2 separate regions of the Mus musculus genome follow, and region 1 is linked to region 2. The links are chromatin contacts, called in public Hi-C maps. All regions are on one chromosome and are shown on one strand. The core of a region is the stretch at or near the end of the contact, and the rest is flanking DNA. Distances in the headings are between cores, read along the strand shown. Region 1 overlaps Pde4d (phosphodiesterase 4D, cAMP specific). Region 2 has its middle 54 kb from the start of Gm27572.

Evidence for each region. A called contact is a pair of places that touch in the nucleus more often than the background predicts.
Region 1: a contact with region 2 is called in a Hi-C map of bone marrow-derived macrophages, with 2.8 times the contacts expected there. The contact joins two enhancer-like sites. A contact is called at or near these places in 2 of 484 Hi-C or Micro-C datasets (bone marrow-derived macrophages and macrophages) and 1 of 115 datasets of contacts at active chromatin or transcription factors (bone marrow-derived macrophages).

What each region holds. Positions count from the first base shown.
Region 1 is chr13:108,772,832-108,777,493 of GRCm38.p6, reverse strand. All of the region lies in intron 1 of Pde4d (phosphodiesterase 4D, cAMP specific), which reads right to left. Among named protein-coding and RNA genes, the nearest start is that of Pde4d, 120 kb to the right of the region's middle. Within about 2 kb of position 2,358, at least 78 of the 459 cell types and tissues checked have an H3K27ac peak or open chromatin away from gene starts, as enhancers often do. A contact at or near this core is called in bone marrow-derived macrophages, where this site is marked.
Region 2 is chr13:108,550,604-108,555,515 of GRCm38.p6, reverse strand. No RefSeq gene overlaps it. Among named protein-coding and RNA genes, the nearest start is that of Gm27572, 54 kb to the right of the region's middle. Within about 2 kb of position 2,260, at least 12 of the 459 cell types and tissues checked have an H3K27ac peak or open chromatin away from gene starts, as enhancers often do. A contact at or near this core is called in bone marrow-derived macrophages, where this site is marked.

The DNA.
Region 1 (4,662 bases), core at 1,109-3,608, 220 kb before region 2:
GCTATATCCCTAGTCTCTTTCATTCATGTGCCACACAACTGTATGCTAAATGTCTATGTTCTAATCCACAGTATCGGCTTTGCATTTCTTTTTATCATAACTTTAAATTAATTATTTTATTTGCTTACATCCCAAATATTGCCCCTCTCCCAGTCCCCTGTCCCAGAGTTCTCCACCCCATCTCCCCCTCCCTTTCTCCTCTGAGAGGGTGCTCCTTCCTCCAGGCATCCCCCTTCCCTGCGGCAGTTTTGCATTTCTTATCTATACTTTGTTGCTGAAACCAATCCTTGGCATGTGGGCCATATACAGAGCGCATATGGGACACTTCAGAGAGCAGCTACAGCCTTGACTCAAATGCCTTGCTTTCCAACTCCGTCTTTATTTCTGACTCATGGTGATGCCTTTGTTACCTTTTACTATCATATATGCATAGAACAGATTGTCTGTTCTGTCTAAGACCTAGAACCACAGCATGGATGGTTTTTAGACCATTGATTGTATTTTGTAGAACCAGACTAAAACTGTTTTCCCTAATAAAAATCAACTTTATCACGAATTCATTGTTTTTAATAGCTGAGTAGAACTCCATTGTGTAAATGTAACACATTTTCTGTATCCATTCCTCTTTTGAGGGACATCTGGGTTCTTTCCAGCTTCTGGCTATTATAAATAAGGCTGCTATGAACATAGTGGAGCATGTGTCATTACATGTTGGAGCATCTTCTGGGTATATGCCCAGTATTGCTGGGTCCTCAGGTATGTTCTGTCTACACCCATACAAACATGGCATATACTCACATAGACAAATACATATGCACACAAGTAAAAATAAAAAGGCCTAAAGCCATATAATTTATCCTAGTCTCAATTTCAAAAAAGTACCCAGGGGGGGGGGAAACCTATAATTTAAGCCCATAGATAGCCCAGACCTCAAATTAGAAACTGTATTTCACTTGGCCTCAAAGAAATCCTTCAGAATTTTCTAGATTCTCTCAGAAATCCTTTTATTCTGCAGTTTCCTCTAGATCACACATACAAAAATCACTTCCTATTTAAGTTTTCTCTGTTTACTCTCAACAAATCCCACTAGCTTGCATCTTCATTTACATTCATTTGTTGGAACTTTTCTAAATGCTTGCTATGTTTTAAATTCTAGAGATGTGACTAAAATCCAAACAAACTCCTGAACTCATGTTTTAAAAAATCTATAAAAGTAATAAACAAATTAATAAATTTATTTTAGATTCAACTGTACAAAATGGTCAACATTCGGCTCTTCCTGACCCACCGCGAGACAATTTCCTATGATTCAACTTAATAGGATGTGGCAATCTGTAGTCCTAAGAGCTGGGGGTGGGGAGAAGATGGCAGGGGAAGTGGAAGGAAAGCGATGGGGAATGTGTGAATGTTCTATTTTAGACAGCACAGCCATAAAAGCCTCTCTTCTAAAGTGCCAGTTGGACAGAGACAGGAGGGACGTGAGGAAATGAGTCATGTGGACCTCTGGAGGAAGAAGATTCTAATTGAGGGAAATGTAGGTGGAAAGGCTCTGAGAAGGAGTGTACGTACACAGCATATTTCAAGGAACCTCAGGGAAGGCAGAGGTACCGGGATGAAGGCTCAGAGAGTAAGAGTGGAGCAAGATAAAAACGACAGGGGTCCGAAGCAGCCTGGGAGTACCGTGGCAGTTGCAGTAAGAATGTCTGACTCACCCCTAAGGAGGTTCCTAGGAAGAACTTTGGTGACCTGGCAACTTTTGGTTTTAGTAATGAGAGACTTGAAACTTTAGGAACTTTACTTCCAGAGTAGAGCAAACAAAACAGGATAGATCCTAGACCATCCCAACTCACCCAGAACAGTTCTAATCTTTCTTTCAAAAACATCTTTCTCCATCAATTCCCCAAGTATAGTGCCAAACTTCCATGTATTGGCCATTTATTGATACAGTTATCACAACCATCTGTCAGCTTCTGATTCCAAAAAGAAATGTCCACATCTTCCTAAATTCAGACCCCCCACCCCCAACTCTGCACTTGCCTGACCCCACAGCCTTACATCTTTGTTCTGGGTTGCCCTCAGGAAAGGGGCGACATACCTGATCCACTTACAGCTGGCAGCCACCATGCAAGAAGCACCACCACAGAGGGGACATGTGGCTCCAACAGCCACAACTGTGCTTTCAGTCTCTTCCTAGACTGCTAACTGACAAGTAGGTGTGGCCTAAGTCATGGCAGGAAAGGGCCATCCTTGGCCCACTGCCAGGCAAGGTGGCTTTTCTGAGGCACCCCTAACCCTATTCCTATAGCTAGGCCACTCCTGCAGATGTTTCTCCACTCTGCAACTCTCCTCAGAAGGAAGTTGCTCAGGAGATTACAAGCCTTGGGGAGAAGCTGACCACAGCTCCACAGCATGAGGCTACTACAGCTTCTGCAACTTTTGGCCCTGTTTGCTTTATATCTTCATATAGGAGGAGGTGTCTTCTAGTAAGCATTTAGGTCACAACAAGTAATCGACCTTGTCACTAAGGCATAATTGTCAGAACAGAAACTTATGCCTGGTTCTCAGTACAATGGGCCATTCAAGAACAAATAAAATGCAATTGGTTCCAGTGACACAATCACCAACTGTAATTCTGTAATTTTTTTTATAAAAACCTTAAAGTTTAGTCTACTTGTAATATGCAAAATAGCTGAGGAGAAGGCATGACATTCAAATGTCACTAAATTACTGCTCAGCTCCAAGAGCTCACATACTTAAGATCTAACAGCTTGGAGCCTACGTAAGGTCACGAGAAATAGAATTGAAATGAATATTGAAAACCTATTCTCCACAAAGGTGCTCTGAGGAAGTATAAGCAGGCATACCTTTTTATGAAGAAAAACAATTCATTTGTACTGGAAAATGGAGTGAGAAAACAAATATCCAAATATTTCTCTACTCATAAACTCAGAAGAACCACACATCTTAAATATTCTAAGTTAAGCTAGATATTAGAATTTAAAGGGTTAGAAATTACAGTCCCACTTACTACTCAAAGCATGAATAAGTCCAAATAATGAAAAAGAAATTTAAAATAACTGCCTGAAAATCCCTTTATATGATCATCGTTCTCCTGCTAAAACGGGAAGATCTCGCAGTGCTCCACCTTGCACCCTGACCCAGATGGCTGTAAGCCCTTTTCTGTAAATATAAATGCTATCATCACACTCATATACTATGCTGAAAACCAGAGTCAGTGTTAAGAAAAAGTCCTTTGCAGAGTAGATATTGTTTGATTGTGAAGTGTCATCTGATGTTCTTTGCAAATGATAGGCGAACAATCATTTTGAGATAGTTTAACTTGACTACTCATTGCATGTAAAAGCACATTCTTCTTATGAGCTCATGAGAATATGTATCTTTAGAAACATCATCAAGATTTAAAAGGTATCACCAAGAAGGCAACCACCTGGGTCTGGACTCAAAGAAGTTCTGAGACTTGTACACAAGGGCCAGTATAGCACTAGACCTTTGTACTCCTAATGTTGAATATCTCCTTCAGCTGTTCAATAGGGTGATACATTAGTCAGCCTACCAGTGCTGTGTATAAAGAAGGAGTTTATTTAGATCATCATTTTAGAGATTCAGAGTCCAAGATGAGGCCAAACGACTTTTCTAGCCTCTAGTGAGAGCAGGATATTTTGACACATTCTACTTGAAACCTACGTAGAACCAAGTAATCACACCCCCCTAAAAAAATCAGAGAGAAAGAGCACGGGAGGGGCCATGATTGTTCCTGTTATAATAATCCTCTCATGAAAATTCAAGTCACTAGCATCCATTTCACACAAGATTTGCCAAAGGATCATATTTAAATCTCCAACTCCTTTAAATCTCTCCAGTGAACTCAGAACCTTCTATCAGATCCTATCTCCTAAAGGTTCCATCACCTTCCGATAGCACATTGAAGACTTTACACCAGGCCCTTGGAATACCAATCATGTTCAAACTAAGCTAAACTAAATCGGAAGGACTGGGATGGAAAATGTAACTGCACTCTAAAGCACAGAAATAGCCAGGCATGGCGACACATTCTTTTAATGTCAGCCCTCAGGAGGCAGAAGCACCAGTTTGGTCTACGTGGAAGTATATATTTCTCACCTATAAATAATTTCTTGTATTTATTTATTTTCATGTATGTTTAATTGAAATAGAATTTATATTACGTTTCTCCATTCATTTCCTCCCTCCAGCTCCTCCCAGCTACCCTCTCTCAAACTCCTCCCATTTCTGACCCAACCCTCAAGCTGATCTCATTTTTTTTCCTTTGACTATTTTTGTCGAGTTGTATGTATATATGTATGTAAACATGTATGTATGCATATATGTATGTATATGCACAAACATTGATAAAAACAACTTGCTGAGTCCACTTGTAGTTTGTTTTGTAGGTTTGTGTATGTATCTAGTTCCAGAGCTGATCTCTCTTCATTGATCCATATAAGTAGATAATTTGAGACACTGCTTATACCATGCTTAAGCCTTATTTTCTGTTTTATATCATCATTTGGTAGATTATCAACAGAAATAGTATATACAGACCACAGGTCTATTTAACTCCTACTACTTGGGACTTGAATAGCACTTTGAAAAGATACAATCCTATTTTGGTTACTGTATGTT
Region 2 (4,912 bases), core at 1,011-3,510:
TCATCTTTGGCTTTTAAAAAGTAGCTGAAAGTGGGATAGAAGAGGCCATGTGGTGGTTAAGAGCACCTGCTATTCCTGCGAAGGATTGGAGTTCAGTTCCAGCACCCACGTCCTCAGCTTATAACCACCAAACGCTCTACTTTCAACAGATCTGATCCTTTCTTCTAGTCTTTGTGGCCACACATACATATACATATTCACAGTCACACACAGAGGTACACACATTTTATACATTACATAAATATAATTATATATACATATATAATTTATAAACATAATTTTAAAATAATAATTAAATAGCAGGAAGTAATACAACAAACAGAGGAGTCATATGACCCAGTTTCTGAGTTAGAACAATTAGCCAATCCACACTGTTATAAATGGATTAGGATCAGATAAGGCTGGTGGAAGAATGTAACATTACCTGGACTAACAAAACTGCCTGCCAAGAGATTATCAAAAGAGATAAGAGTGATTCAAACCATCAAACATTTAAAGGAAGCATTAGTTCCAGCCAACCAGAGATAGAGAAGTCAATGCCACTTTATATTGGTTTTTCAAGGTAAAACTTGAAAAGCAAAGATAAATTTCTTAGAGAATTATTGTCAGGATAAATAAAAAACCATCTGGAAGACATGTGCAGTTAAATTGTTACACTGTTAAACACCAGGAAAAAACATTCCAGATCGGTTAATATTTAAATGTAAACTAAGCAAAAAAAAAAAAAAAAAAAAAGTAGTGGGAGAAAATGTAGAAAAGGTGTATATAATCTTGGGAAAAGCAGAAACATCAAAAGGGAGTCACCCTGGGCTAACCAGGAGGAAATGGAAGGACACTCATCAACTCCTACCAAGTTCCAAATGTGCACAATGGTGAAGGCACGGGGGTCTATCACACAATTCCACACCCAACATACATGAGCCTATACATACTACACATACAGCTTAGCACTCAGCATGGTGGCACACTCCTTCAGTGGCAGACAGGGGCAAAGGAAAGAAAGTAGCAAGCTGTGGCCAGCCTACATCATACTCTATCTCAAAAAATGAAACAAAACAATGCTTAGTCTTCATGCAATTCGTTTTCAAAGGCGGAGGGGCAGCGAGTGGCTTAGCCTGCAATGGCCCTTGCAGTACAAGTGTGGTGACTTGAGCTGGTCCCCTGAATCCACACAAATGTCCAAGGAGAGGCCACGCCATGACACTGTCCTGTGACCTCCCCACATGTGTTGCAGCATTCGCGTGCCCTTCTATCGTATAAACATACATACATGGAATAAAAATTAATAAAGTGGTTTCCTTCTTAAACAAAAAAAACAAAAAAATATTTAACTCCATGTAAATAGATTTCACAGGTAAAAATTGTTTAAAGGAAAAATGCCGAAAGTAAAGATGAAACTGTTTACATTGGAGCCAATCCACAGATTTTTACTTGTGTCGTCTTTAAATGTCCGTAGAATTAACTCGAAAATAAGCCTCCCAAGAGTAAAATAGACAAAGAATATTAATAGGCAAGTCTCAGGAGGCAAAAACTGCCCAGTCTCACTAACAATTTAAGAAACACAAATAAGCAAAACACTATTTCTTCTGGGTCAAGTTGACAGAGTTTTTAACTCCTTGAGTTATGGGAAAATATACGTCCATCCACATGTCTCATGGAAAAATAAATGAAGGAGAGAAAATGTCTGGAGAACAATTATATAGAAAGCAAGGAATACATAAGTCAGGCTCTGCTTCTAGAAGAGTGTCTAATGGAAATGATCCGATTCACCGGCCAGGGGCACACAATAATTTTTTACATAGTTTAAATTTGATTGGATAAATGAGTGTCCTCTAACCATAAGAACATTCTATTCTAAAGCTTGTGTTGGTGGGGAATATTTAACAGGAAGGAAAGACATTCAGACTAAGTTTGTTAAAAGAGAAAAATGAGTATCAAGTCGTACCATCAATCAAGAAAATGTAGGTTGGCTGAGATACTAATTTAAATTATCATTCACTTGCATGGTTGTAGTCAATAATAGGCAGACTATTAGTAGTAGTGGTGGCAATCTTAGAAATGACAACAGAAAAAATACACAGCAACTAAGCAACCAGCAGTTCAACTCTCATGTTAACAGTTAATAACAAAATTCAAACAGTTGGGTTTCTGCAAACCTTCTGCTGCTGTGAGATGACGGGCCGGTGACGCTCCCTCACTTCAGCAACTTCCACCCAGTCCTTCTCTCTTCCCTAAACTCTGACTCAGAGGACACAGGAAAACTGCCTGCCCTTTGACACAGGAAGGAAGAAGGAAGAAAGTGGCTGTGACTACACTCTCCTGAGGACCTCCCAAGTTCTCTGGGAGTGACACATACGAAAGAAAATGGGGAAATACTGACCCAGATCTGTGAGCTGTGGGGACAGACAGCCCTGATGTAATTTAACACAGGATACTCAAACGCCTTTTAGTGCTTTCTCTATCTCTTAAGGCACACTGGATATTAAGAATACAAGTTTGTATGAAACAGGGCAAATGGCAGGCTCTCATTCTTTTCCAATACAATGTTTCACCCCCAAAGATCTATATGGAGTCTCTGAGGATCTAAAAATAACACATGGATAATGTCAACAATCAAAAAAATCATATTTAAAACCTGTATTTTATTTGTATATTTTTACCTGGCGCTTACAGCCAGTGACATTCATATGTATCAATGGTAAAGACATGTTTCTATTTAACTCACGCTTATAGGCTAGTTACGTTTGTAGTTGTTAATTTCTTTGCTCCTGCTGCTGTGCTTTCTAAACTGCACACATGAGATCATTGAGAAATACTAACTCTATACTGGGCGAGAGTGAGAATAGCTACCTGAAATAGGGGGTGGTAGTGGGGGGTGGGAAGACCATTAAACACCCACACAGCCCATTGTGTGTTTAACAACGGAAGTTACCTCAAAGGTTACAGACTGGGGTAGGAACTGTGCTATTTGCCGATGGTGGAGAAGGAAAAAATCCCAAAGATACATAGAGCTCACTCTAAATATTTGCCACCCTGTGTTACTTAAGACCAGAGGGCATTAGCAGGGGTGAGCTGAGAACACAGAGGTCTCCAGGCTACAGGATCCAGTTTCCTTAGTCAACAGCGTGTAGTTAAATAACAGTGCCTAAGGGTTTCAGAAGAACTACAGGACTCTGCTATATCCCTGAGAGGTACCTATAATACTAAGCACGATCCTTTGGGGATATAGATTTTTAATTTATTACACTCTATGTCAACTCAGTTATTTTAGCTGGTATCCATCATGATATTATTTACTATCATTTGTTTGTGATTTCATTCATAAAACCTGCTTGATTCTATTCTGCTGGTGTTTATACTCGCTTCAGTGAGGAGAAAATAGCAAAAGGTATTTTGTAAGGAGAAAATGAAATTATTAGCCAGTTTCAGGAACTTACATTTGATGAAGAAGGCACTGTGCATGTTAATTATATCTGACTTTTCTTCATACTCAGAAATTCCAAGAACAATTATTTTAAAGCGAAGTCATACACTTACCAGAATAACACAGAACAAACCATAGTGTTAAAATATCTGACGGTATCTCTGGGAGCAGAATTATTAGTTCATAAATTCAAGGCAGACACATAGGCACCTGATCCACAAAAACATTCATTTTACTCTACAGAGAAAATAAAAACCCTTCAGTCCTATTTTGACAACGCGTGCGCGCGCGCACACACACACACACACACACACACACACACACATACACTTACACACATCTTTGCCATTATACCAGTCAGAGGCGCTTAGGCTGTGTGAGCAGGTTTTTTATATATTCAGAGAAAAAAAAAATACACTTTCATTCTGAGGATGCTCACTGGGTTCCTCCCATCCTCCAGCCACAAACACACTTCCCTCCTGCATGTCTTCTCTCGCTTACCTTGAGCAGAAAAATCTGCAAAGGGAGACCTGCTTCTGTGAGCCAGCATCAGAATGTGGCCAAGGGAAATGAAATCTCAGTTCCTGCCAACAATAGAAGTCATCGACATTCGATAGCAGAAAAATACAGGGAGCTGACACCCCATCTAATCTCAGGGCTTTCATACCAGATATTTTAACAAAAACAATCCGAGCCCCTGACGCAACAGAAGGTAGCCTTTGCATAATATTTAGTTTCTAGTGTCTCCAAAACATATCTGATATTTATTTATGATCCAACTATATTAAGTCTGAAATGGAAAAGCTTCTAAAATTTCCAAAGTGCTTACATAAAACTGCCTGTATAATTATTAGCAAGGAAGTTAGCGGAAAACACATTTAAATCCAACTTACATGTCTGGTTATCGCATGCCTTCCCCACCCCTACCCCTGCCTCATGAAAGTTTCTTGAAAGTTTTTAATGCAGAAACCATGCATGTCAAAATCCCTCTGGATCCAGTTTGTTTTTGTTTTTGTTTTTTTAAATCTGGAAAGAATCCTAGGAAAGTTTGTGCAATGTCTCAGATTTAAAAACAGATCATTCAAGATCAAAGATCCCATGTGACAGTAAAGGGGCTTTATTGGCATGCCAAAAAAAAAAAAAAAATGCAGGTTCCTTGTAAGTGGAACTGAAAAGTGAGAAGCCATTATTAACACCAATTATAATAGATGAACAAAGGTTCCAGTACCCATACAGCGTTAGGCATACAATTGGATTACAACTGAGTTATTGACCAAAAGAGTCCCATGGAAGTCCCCAAACAATGCTAAGAGCTTCCAAGCTAATAGATTGCTCTATGCAAATGGACAGCAAGGCCCCATTGTTGAAGAAAGTACCCAGTACAACTCATGAAACATGGAGTTGTCAAGCTAGTACCTCCATAAAGCCATCACTCTTTTCTTCTGTCTTTGGTCTGGGAAGGTTCTGTGCAGTCCACCAAAAAAGAAA